Linked DNA regions of Gasterosteus aculeatus: region 1 is linked to region 2. A link is a contact called in public Hi-C data. All regions are on one chromosome and are shown on one strand. Each heading gives the region's core, a stretch centred on a gene start, on an enhancer-like site or on the middle of the called end of the contact. The rest is flanking DNA. Distances are from core to core; before and after follow the strand shown. Region 1 holds the start of th2 (tyrosine hydroxylase 2). Region 2 holds the start of LOC120816946 (troponin T, cardiac muscle isoforms).

The links. A called contact is a pair of places that touch in the nucleus more often than the background predicts.
Region 1: a Hi-C map of skeletal muscle shows a contact between it and region 2, with 2.0 times the contacts expected there. The contact joins the promoter of th2 here to the promoter of LOC120816946 in region 2. A contact is called at or near these places in 2 of 6 Hi-C or Micro-C datasets (both in skeletal muscle).

What each region holds. Positions count from the first base shown.
Region 1 is chr4:33,849,221-33,855,116 of fGasAcu3.hap1.1, reverse strand. th2 (tyrosine hydroxylase 2) reads left to right here and starts at 3,417. Exons shown (of 12, transcript XM_040175198.2): 1 at 3,417-3,754; 2 at 4,122-4,296; 3 at 4,414-4,502; 4 at 4,598-4,665; 5 at 4,740-4,790; 6 at 4,878-5,023; 7 at 5,225-5,360; 8 at 5,449-5,518; 9 at 5,625-5,681. The coding sequence starts at 3,422. pah (phenylalanine hydroxylase) reads left to right here. Exons shown (of 13, transcript XM_040175200.2): 6 at 97-293; 7 at 445-580; 8 at 674-743; 9 at 1,014-1,070; 10 at 1,220-1,315; 11 at 1,385-1,518; 12 at 1,618-1,733; 13 at 2,086-2,437. The coding sequence ends at 2,129.
Region 2 is chr4:33,709,555-33,714,850 of fGasAcu3.hap1.1, reverse strand. It overlaps LOC120816946 (troponin T, cardiac muscle isoforms), which reads left to right and starts at 2,385. Exons shown (of 1, transcript XM_078100502.1): 1 at 2,385-4,959. The coding sequence starts at 3,939. The coding sequence ends at 4,724. It overlaps LOC120816945 (transcription termination factor 2, mitochondrial), which reads right to left and starts at 1,784. Exons shown (of 2, transcript XM_040172638.2): 1 at 1,709-1,784; 2 at 61-1,343. The coding sequence starts at 1,336. The coding sequence ends at 197.

The DNA of each region.
Region 1 (5,896 bases), core at 2,168-4,667, 140 kb before region 2:
GGGGGCGTATGTAGATAAATAACAGCAGAGGCGCTGCTCTCACGCCTTTGAAACCGCACCTGAAGTCTCCCGGTGTCCTTTTTTCTTTTCACCCAGCGGCCAGGCGATCCCTCGGGTGGAGTACACGGCGGAGGAGAAGGCCACGTGGGGGACGGTGTTCAAGGAGCTGAAGACCCTGTACCCGACCCACGCCTGCCGCGAGCACAACCGCGTCTTCCCCCTGCTGGAGCAGTACTGCGGCTACAGGCAGGACAACATCCCGCAGCTGGAGGACGTGTCCCGCTTCCTGCAGTGTGAGCGGCCCGTTGCTCCATGGACTTAGAGGGGGGGGGCAGGACCGGTTTACAGGCCCTACTTCCTGCCCCTCTTACTGGCTGTTATCTAACCCGGTCAGACACTCACCTGCCCCCCCTCTCCCCCCTCCTCTCTCTCTCCTCCCTGCAGCGTGCACAGGCTTCCGGCTTCGCCCGGTGGCCGGCCTGCTCTCGTCCCGGGACTTCCTGGCCGGGCTCGCCTTCCGCGTCTTTCATTCCACGCAGTACATCCGCCACGGATCCAAGCCCACCTACACACCTGAGCCGTGAGTGCCCCCCCGAGACTCTGCTCGTAATAAAGAGGGGGAAAAAAACACGTTTGGATTGATTTTAAGGAGTGGTTTTGGTTTCTGATGCAGGGATGTCTGCCACGAGCTCCTGGGACACGTTCCTCTGTTTGCCGACTCCAGTTTCGCCCAATTCTCACAGGTAACCAGGCGACCCGTCAGAGAAAAAACGGGAAACACACACGATTAATGAGCTGATAGCAAAGTTAGTGTCATGATGATAATGTATAACAAATCATGGGCTTCTAACTTAGACTGCATCATATCCTCTGTGTTGTTTGACCTCTGAAACGTGTACTTTCTCCAGAGAGGATCAATAAAGTTGCATCTTAACACACAAATCTATGAAACGTTTGTGATCTTTGTGAACTTTTTTTTTATTTTTCTGCTTTGTCGATTTTATTCCGTGTAGGAAATCGGTCTGGCCTCCCTCGCCGCCCCCGATGAGTTCATCGAGAAACTCGCCACTGTGAGTACGGCGTACGGATTTACCTTCCTTCTGGTTACTTTTGGTGGTTATTCGTGCAACTTTAAGGTTAATTAAACTGCTGTTAAACTGCTTTGGTGTGAACTTGCGACGACAACAGTCACACGCGCTGACCTCGCGCGTGTCCTCAGGTCTACTGGTTCACCGTGGAGTTCGGCCTGTGCAAGCAGGGCTCCGAGGTCAAAGCCTTCGGCGCCGGCTTGCTTTCATCGTTTGGCGAGCTGCAGGTAAGAGGGGAGAGAGGGGAGGGAGGGGGGAGACGTCCTCGTACACTGACGCTCGTTTTTTTCTTTCAGTACTGCTTGTCGGACAAGCCCACAATCCTGCCCTTTGACCCCGCCAAGACCAGCCTCCAGAAGTACCCCATCACGGAGTACCAGCCCGTTTACTTTGTGGCGGAGAGCTTCGAGGACGCCAAAGAGAGAGTGAGGCGAGTGAATCTCACACACACACACACACACACACACACACACACACAGAAGGATCAAGTAGAATATTTTTGTTTTAAACGTTCACTTCCTCCTTACAGGAAATTTGCGGCCACCATCCCGAGGCCTTTCACGGTGCGCTACAACGCCTACACCCAGAGCATCGAGGTGCTGGACAACAGTCAGCAGCTGAGGAACCTGGCCGACAGCATCCACAGTGCGTAACAATCATCATCGATGTCACACTGATTTACTGACCAGCCCACAAAGAACGGTGCCGTGCGGCAGACTCACAAGGTCACAGGTCACAAGCGCTTTACTTTCTATCACTGGCGATTGAAAAGAAGGTCCCCCATGAATATCTTCATGAAAAAATCTACTAGATCGTTAGGATCAATATTGTAAAACGGACAAATACATTAAGAGCAATATGAAAAGGACATTAGCAGGAAACCCAGTTTGCTAGTGAGGAACTTTAAGACACTGTATTAATTCTAGAAATTCTAAAAACAGCCTTAGGTTGTTCATTTTTTTTGTCTAAATATTGATTGTTTTTTTTCTTCTTTCAGGCGAGATGGACAAACTGTGCGAAGCCCTGAAGAAACTGGATTAAGTGTGAATGTTCTCTGAACCGAAAGCGCTCTGAGAATCTCTGTGTTCAATAAGGTTTCAGACGTCTTTTCTTTCTTTGTAGTTAAACAAATATATAATGGCATTATTACAGTGACAATCATATCCGTATTAATAAAGATAATAATAATCACTAAACCCAGTGTGTAAACATTAAAATTTATGTGTAATATTATGTAAAAACCGCAGAAGTGACGATTTTCTTCAGCATGCAGATATTTTTTTTGGCCACAAAACATTATGTTTTGTATGTATGGAATGTTTTGATGAAACAATAAACATTTCTCTTCTTTCTTTGTCATGTGTGTCTTCCTTTACTCGTAGCTCCTTTTTGTATTTTAATAATATTATCCTTGCAGAATCATGTGTGGGACATCGAACAACCAATTAACCTATTAATGGGTTATTAGAACTGTTATTAAGTAATGAATGAGTAAGATTTAGGGTCTTATATTATTAAAATGTGTTATATTGTATGGTCATCCGTATGAGTCAATGACAAATAAGGCGTCTAAGAAGGGAGCTATATAAAACGTCTAAAAGAGAAAAAGAAAAAAAACAGCAGTTTGTAAAAAATATAAAAGTCCTAACAGTTGTTATAAAAAAAAAGGTTGATATATATGTCCTACTATTTGGTCAACGCTTGTGAAGATTTGTTTGAGAAGATGCAAAACAAAGGTTTTTGAATCAACTAAACAGTTTACATGTTGGGGTATTTAAAAATAAAATGGCTTATTTATTTAAGCATATGCATGGCAGATTATTTTATTTTACTATATTAACCCTTAAATGCTTTTCTCAATCGTTTTTTGTTAATTCGCTTAAACGTTGTGCTTCTTGACAATTGCCGGGTAAAAACATAAAATTGGAAAATATTCAAAATGTATTGAAACTAGGTTTTATAGAATAAAATGATATATGTCATGAATTGATATAATTATTTTTAAAGTGAGAGAAATGGACTCACAAAAATACCATAACATTACATATTTTTAGTGTAAATATATCTGTTAAATAGTTTGAGTTATTCCTTTTTTAATTAATAGAAAGTCCCCGTGTTCAACAAAAACCGCTTAATCTCCACAAATCCAGAAGAACTGCGCTTGATGCACTTAAATAAATAATAATAATAAATAAATAACCTAACAACAACAACCTCTCTCTCTTCTATGACTCATTTTGTGGTCTGTTGTCACCTCCCCCTTTTTTTTTTGGGCCCCCAGAAGAGACATAATCATGACGTAAATCAGGCCCTGAAGAGCCCGACTCATCTCCATGGAGCCTCTGATGACGGTTCTACTTAAGCGCGCAGGTGTCGGTGGCGCGCATCCAATTTGGCTGCGGTCCCGAACCCGAGGAGTCTGCGGCGGCGGAGCCATGAAGACGGAGGGCGGCGCGCAGGCGCCACCGTTCGCCGGGAGGAAGCAGAGCCTGATCGAGGACGCTCGCCGGGAGCGCGGCAGCGGCTCCGCGGGCCCCCCGGGGCCCTCCCGGCACGCCGACGGCCTCGTGTTCGAGGAGAAGGACGGCCGGGTCACGATCAACGTGCTCTTCGCCCTCAGCGGGGAGAAACACGCGGGCTTCTTCAAGACCGGGAAGATTTTCGAGGTACGATTATTTTACTGCGTCCAAAAAACACCTTTTTAATCGATTTTTATTAAAAAGGCAAAAATCCTACAATGATGTCATGTGTTTATGTGAAATAGAACGCTGCGATTTAAAATACAAAAAGGCCTAATTGAGTAAATGCTTAGTTAATTACACTAATGCGCACTGCTTATTATCTCTAATTCCTGACTGCAACAGTAACATTACTGGTGTAAACGTGTTTTAATGTAATGTAGCATCACCTGAAGTTAAAGGTGCGTTGAGGTTGTAGCCCCTCACATTTCCTCATAACAAAGACAAAAACGCGACTACAAAGCCAGTGAGGAGCTTCTTCTTGCACGGAAAGAATAACCTTGGTCCTCCACAGACGTTCGAGGCCAAACTTCTCCACGTCGAAAGCCGCCCGGGGAGGAAGTCGAAGAACGGCGCCACTGACCTGGAGTTCTTCATGAAGTGCGAGGTGCACAGCTCCGACCTGGACGTCTTCGTCAACTCACTGAAGAGGGTGGTCGACGACGTGCGCTCCGTCCCGGAGGAAAAGGGTGCACGGTTTCATCACTGCGCTTTTTTGTTGTCGTGTTTCATTGAACACTTAAAACCAATTACTGGTCCTTTCATATGACAAAAGCATTAATTACATCTTTTGCCTCTCGTCACAGTTCCATGGTTCCCCCGACAGATAAAAGACCTCGACAGGTGCAACATGTTAATAACCAAATTTGATCCAGACATGGACCAGGATCATCCAGTGAGACTCTCCGTTCATCTGCTACAGGATCTCAGTTTTTAATGACATGTAGGCCGATTTGTACTAATGTCGTGTCTTATTGGTTTGTCCCTCAGGGACACAGCGATCCGGAGTACAGAAAACGACGGGCCTTCATCTCGGAGCTCGCCTTCACGCACAAACAGTGAGTCGGGCGCTCCTCCGTCTCCATGAGCCGCCGCGCCGTCTCTCTTACGTGGGATATCGTCTCTGTCACAGGGGGGAGCCGCTGCCCACCGTGGAGTACACGGCAGAGGAAGTGTCCACGTGGTGAGGAGGAAGCGCAGGTTACAAAAAGGGCCGGGGGGGGCGCAAGATTACCGTGCGTAATGGTGTGCGTGATCGCTGTGTTGAAAGGAGGCACGTCTACCGGCAGCTGAGGGGCATTTATCCCGGCCTGGCCTGCAGGCAGTTCCTGGACGGGCTGCAGCAGCTGGAGGAGGAGGCCGGCTACGGAGAGGACCGCATCCCTCAGCTCAGGGAGGTCTCCGCCTTCCTCAAAGGTGACGGGAACCTTTAGATCCAGGACAGTCTCTGCGGGACATGGTAAAGAAGTAGAATTCTGGGGGAGGTGTTAGTGTCTTTGGGAGAAAAGGTGAGCGAGATGAGAAACCAGGTAGTATAGGGGGCAGTTAAATGACGATAGGGACCAACGATGCCATAAAATGTGGGCTCATAAGCATATTTTTTCTGCGGCTTTTCAGGCAAAACCGGTTTCCAGCTGCGTCCAGTCGCCGGCCTGCTGTCGGCCAGAGACTTCCTGTGCAGTCTGGCCTTCAGGGTGTTTCAGTGCACGCAGTACATCCGCCACTCCTCTGCGCCCATGCACTCCCCCGAGCCGTGAGTCATCGTGTCAGGCCCGATTCATTCATTCATTCATTCGTTCATTCGTTCATTCATTCGACCCCGCTTCCGTCCGCTCCCACAGAGACTGCTGCCACGAACTCCTCGGCCACATCCCCATGCTGGCGGACAAAGAGTTTGCGCAGTTCTCCCAGGTAACCGCGTACCGCCAGGTCACTTCCTGTGACGTCATCGGGGGGGGGGGGGGGGGGGGGTCTGGGGTGTCGGACCTTTCATTCTATTTCCCTTGCACTATTGCAGGAGATTGGACTGGCCTCGCTCGGAGCTTCAGATGAAGACATTGAGAAGCTCTCGACGGTAGGTTTGTACTACAAACTACAAAAAAAGGTTCCTGAAGTGCCGTTTTTTAAGTAAAGGATAATTCAACCTAAAGCGATTCTCATTTTGTACCATCTGTCTTTGTGCTGGAATCATTTCACACGTTACCTGCTGCGTTGTTTGACTTCTTCTGGACCGAACCTTGGATACGAACCGGTCATCCTCTGAGGGAAAGAAGCGCTCCCCGTGTCGCG
Region 2 (5,296 bases), core at 1,136-3,635:
GTATCACTCAGTGGGGATAAAAAGCTGTTTGATAGTAGGGAATTAAACTAAAACAAGACATGTAGACGCAGCATTTATTGCTCATAAAAAGCATCATGTTATGAATCACAGCCAACGTTTTGTCAGTATGCTGACATAAGATGCAGTACCTGCGTCGCATGGCTGAACCCAGCACGTAACAGCGTATCGCGCACCTTCACTCCTCGGCCGGCCGGAGGGGAGCGACGGGGTTGAACATCGGCCGCCGCTGCCGCAGGTGCAGTTTGCCGCAGCTGGTCTCGAAGTCCTTCTTGGTTCCCGCGACGACGTCCAGGCTGCCCGAGCGCACGTCGTACCCCAGGGAGGCCAGCTTCTGGATGCGGTAGAGCACGATCGGCGTGGTGAGCTCCAGCACGTTCGGGGACTCCTTCACCTGCTGCGCGCTCAGCCCGACGTCCATCAGCCCCTGGAAACGCGCCGCCAGGGTGGGCAGGGAGTGGTGCAGAACGGCCGGGCAGCGGGTCGCTATCTGCTTCAGTTCGTCCTCGGAGCAGGCCAGGGCCGCCTCCACGTAACCCAGCGCCCGGCGCATGGCCTCCGGCCGCAGCTCCGCGACGGAGGCCCTGAGGCTGGAGACCAGGCCGAGGAGCTCCTCCGTGGTGAAGCCCCGCTCCCTCAGGAAGCCCAGGCTGTCCCTCCAGGCGCCGGCCGGCCGCAGCAGGATGTGCGGGTTCTGCGCGAGGAGCTTCCGCAGCCAGACGCGCAGGTCGCCCTCGTCCCCGCCCAGCTCCAGGTAGGTCTCTCTCAGGGTGTGCACGACCTCCTTGTTGAGCCCCACGGGTCGGCTGAAGCTCTGCGGGGCGCTGGCCATCAGCTTGCCGATGATCCTGTTGCCGAGGCCCAGACTCTGGAGGAAGAGGACGTTTGCCCGCTGGTGCCCGTGGTGGGTCAGCGTGAAGAAAGAGGCCGGGAACTTCTCCACCATGCTCATCAGCTCGCGCTTGTTGGGGCACACGGACACCCAAAGGTCGCGCTGGGCTGCCGCCTCCTCCGGGCGACACAGGACCGCCTCGGGGTGCGTCTCCAGGATGCTCGCGATCGCCGTCGCGTCGGCGCCCATGTCCCGCAGCAGCTCGGCGGTTTCGCGGACGTACGCGGATCCCTCGGACAGAACCCAGGCCTTGGACTTGCGCACCTTACGGATGTCCACCGACAGCTGGTAGAGGGACCGCACGGTGAGCTGGTTCTCCGGCGTTTTAGGGGGAGGGGCCGCCGTGGAGGCGGAGGCAGAGGGCGGGCCGAGGAGCCTCAACCTCCGGCTGCAGGCGCACAGCGAGGAGGTTGTGACTCGCAGCATGGTGGACCTGAATGGAGGAGAAGTACGAGTGAGCTGAGAAGGTGGCATCAACTGTCCTAAAGTGATCAACCGCCAAGACCTTAAGCTCAGAGTTTATAAACTCCCAAACGTTCTCGCTTGTGATCCCTCGTATGATATTAAGTCTTTGTAAATGCATTAACACCGATGTCCTTAGTTATCCAGGTATGGGACAGATAAGGGGGACATTGAGTCCTACATATATAAGTTATATTTTATAACATCAGTGCGCACTACTTCACTCGGGGGGAACAAACATCCAGCCACACGTGACCGCAGCGTCTGAAAAAAAAAAAAAAACACAGACAGTCCGTTTATTTAAGAAAATATTCATTATAAAACAAGTCATTTTACCAGGTTCCGACTCCGGCCGTTCCGCTCTCATAACAGGAGAGAAAGAGGGCGGAGCAATGAGCCGCGTCATCATGACGCGACGGCGCGTGTCAGTGACGTGGCGCTGTTACGGTGGAACTACAACGAAAGAAGGACTACAAAACGCGCAACTAAAACGTGACAGAATGAAATCGCTCACTGCGTTGCACGCTGGTTGTTTAAAGAGAGAAAACGTAGCTCGATCAACTGATCAACTCTGAACAATTATTATCCACTGGCTCGATATTAATGTAACTCAATATTATATATATATATGTTTTTTTTACATGTTGTGGATGCCATTTTGCATCAGTTTACCATCGAAGCAGGTGCAAAACAATCCGTAGATATTGAGATTCCTCAGTTGAGTATTTTCTGCAAACTGCTGGAAACACTGCATGCTTCTGACCACATGAGGTCCCTGTTGCCTCGGTGTTGCCTACAAGTCTGGCTGTTTGATCCCTGATTGATTGCTCATAACGTCGGTGTGTGGATGTCACTTGGTTTGGTGCTGACGGGCATCTTGCATGAGAGGCTCCATCAGCGCGTGAACGTCACACACAACTGACATCTGCAGCGTTGGTATGCAAAAATGAGTCATGCTATTTAAGATTAATAAAAGGTTGAATACACTGCAGTGACGCACACATAATAACATTTAGTCCTGTGTGGTTTGTTTATCATTTCTATTGCCGATTTTTCACATTTTGTATTCCTTTTTTCTGTCTTCAAACGTTGCATTAAACGTTTCTAATTCCTCTTAAGGACGTCGACCCCTCAAAAGAAAAAGCAGCTCTTTTCATTGTTTCATCACGAACCGTTTGGTTTGCTCAACTCACTCTACTTGCTCTCTGCGGACGGCTTCAAACCGCAGCTATTTATAGCCTTTGTTGCCTTCCTGCGCTGATGGACACAGTTGTCCCTCACTGCCAGTAACCCGTATCGCGCCGGGACCACCTGCTGCGGTGGGCTGGCATGTGGAGCGGAGGTCCACTCTGTCGGATGAGACAGGGAACGTTCTCCTTCAAATGTGTCTTTCCTTATATGCCGCAATGAACCTATCCTCGCCGAGAGCTACAGCGGAAGAATGGAACTGAACCCCCCTCCTCCTGAAGGTGTCATCTTCCGCTGTGCACCAGAACGGCGTTCATTCTAACGAGGCCGATGCCACCGTTTACTTTGAATTCTCAGACCCGACGGAGCTCCTGAACCTCCAACCCAGACCCCCCCCCCAGTCAGTTATCTCATGCGTTTGTCGACTTCATCACAACTCAAGACTCGGGAACATTAATTGTTGACACAGCGTTGCATCGTGGGAGCAATTACGCTTTAATCCAGGCAGCGCTGAGAGGCGAAGAGCCTCCGATAGCAAGAATGTTTTAATTACATTCCAGCGTGGAGACTCGTCTTTGTCTTTGTTCTTGCTGGCGATCCCCTGATGGAAAATAATAACAGTTATTGGTGAAACAATAACTTTACGCAGATGTGAATCGACATTAAACGGATGAAGACAAACCCCAGAGATGCCAGGCTGTAGTTTTTTATTTCAAGGTGGCGGCTGTTTTTGGAGAATGTGACAGCTGTAACTTCCCCTCATTAAAGTCCTCCCCGGCTCCGAGGCCGCATGGAACTCCTCCAAACACCACGGTGGCCTTTAAACCTTCACGATGGATTAGCAGGCCCCCCCCCCTCCCCCCAAACCGGGCGTGAAATACGACCTACAGGGGTGAAGCACATCGATCTCCATTTATCCGCTGCTTCCACGTCGCTGAGGCCTCAGAAGGCCTGTAGAAGTTCTCTGTCATTTGTCCCTGATGATGTTGCTGTGTGGGACTGGAGAGCACAAGTGTGTGTGTGTGTGTGTGTGTGTGTGTGTGTGTGTGTGTGCGCGGATCTGAAATAGTCTCATCTTGTCCTTACAAAGGAATGAGGAGGCGCCGCAGGGTCATAGAGGAGGGCGGGGAAGGGGGGGTCAAGCGTAGCTGAAGGTTTGTTGAGGAGAAAATAGACTTCTCCATCTGTCTCAAAGTCCGCCCCGCGGCTGACCCCCCCCCCCCCCCCCCCCCACTCTGGAGACTCTGGAGGTCACGTGGTTAAAAAAGAAAAACCAGGCGAACCCCTTAAAAGCCCCCGAGCAGGCCCCGAGAAGCAAGTCGTCCCGCAGCTGGTCTCAGTGGTCGCCCTGCCTCCTCCCGCCTAGAAGGCCTCCATCATGTCAGACAGCGAGGAGTACAACGAGCTGGAGGAGGAAGAAGCCGAAGAAGAGGAGCGGGAGGAGGATGAGGCGGAGGCGGCAGAGCCCGAGGAGGACTGCAAGCGGAGGCCTAAAACGACTTACGTGCCCAACATCGCCCCTCCGAAGCTCCCGGACGGCGAGAAGGTGGACTTCGACGACCTGCACCGCAGGCGCCTGGAGAAGGACTTCGACGACCTCCAGACGCTGATAGAGTCGCACTTCTCCGCGCGGCAAAAGGAGGAGGAGGAGCTCCTGGCGCTGCGCGGCCGCATCGAGCGCCGCCGCTCCGACCGCGCGGAGCAGCAACGCGTGCGCGCCGAGCGGGAGCGGGAGCGCGCGGCGCGCCTCGCCGGGGAGAGGGCGCGCCGCGAGGAGGAGGCGGCGGCCAAGCTGCGCGCCGACGAGGAGGCGAAGAAGAAGAAGACCTTCACCAGCAAGTCGTTCGGCGGCTACCTGCAGAAGGCGGACCAGAGGAAGGGCAAGAAGCTGACGGCGCGGGAGGAGAAGAAGAAGGCGCTGACGGAGCGCCGGAGGCCGCTCAACATCGACCACCTGAGCCAGGAGAAGCTGGCGGACAAGGCGCGCGACCTGTGGCGGTGGCTCCAGCAGCTGCACGCGGAGAAGTTCGAGCTGGCCGAGAAGCTCAAGAGGCAGAAGTACGACATCCACGTGCTGCGGAACCGCGTCAGCGACCACCAGCGGGGCTCCAAAGGGCCCAAGACCTCCCGCGGGGCAAAGGGCAAGTCCGGCTCCTGGAAGTGAGCGACTGGATCGCCGAGTTGTTCCTGGACTGTGTCTTATTGGGGGGGGGGGATCGTAAATGAATGTTGTTGTCGACTTTATTAAACGTGATGTGTGGTGGTGTTAATAGCAAATTCTCCATGCAGCGTTTCTCTTTGCAAAACAACACTATTTCCACCTGTACAGACAGTATTTTCCTCCACCTTCCCCTGAAACTACATGTGTGTGTTCATTAAATATAATCTGCCCGAAAGTCCACCTGGCTACATTCTAACTCGTGCACGCGTACACACAATGAACCTCTGGAGTCGTTTTAAATAAAAGCCAGAGAGACCCCGTCGTTACCTAATTGAATGGCAGCATGTCACTTGTTGACGCCCAGCAGGTGTTGCCCAGCTGACTCTCAGGAGACTCATTTAGACCCTCTGTGTAGGCCCCCCCCCCCCCCCCCCCCCCCCCCCGCTGCCGAGCGAGGGGTCGCGACCCGAATAGTCTGCAGAGAGAGACGTGGTCTTCAGAGAGTTCCACTGCAAGGAACTCATCTCCCCCTCTGGTCCTTTTGGCGACGCGTGAGTTTGACTCTTCAAGCTGTT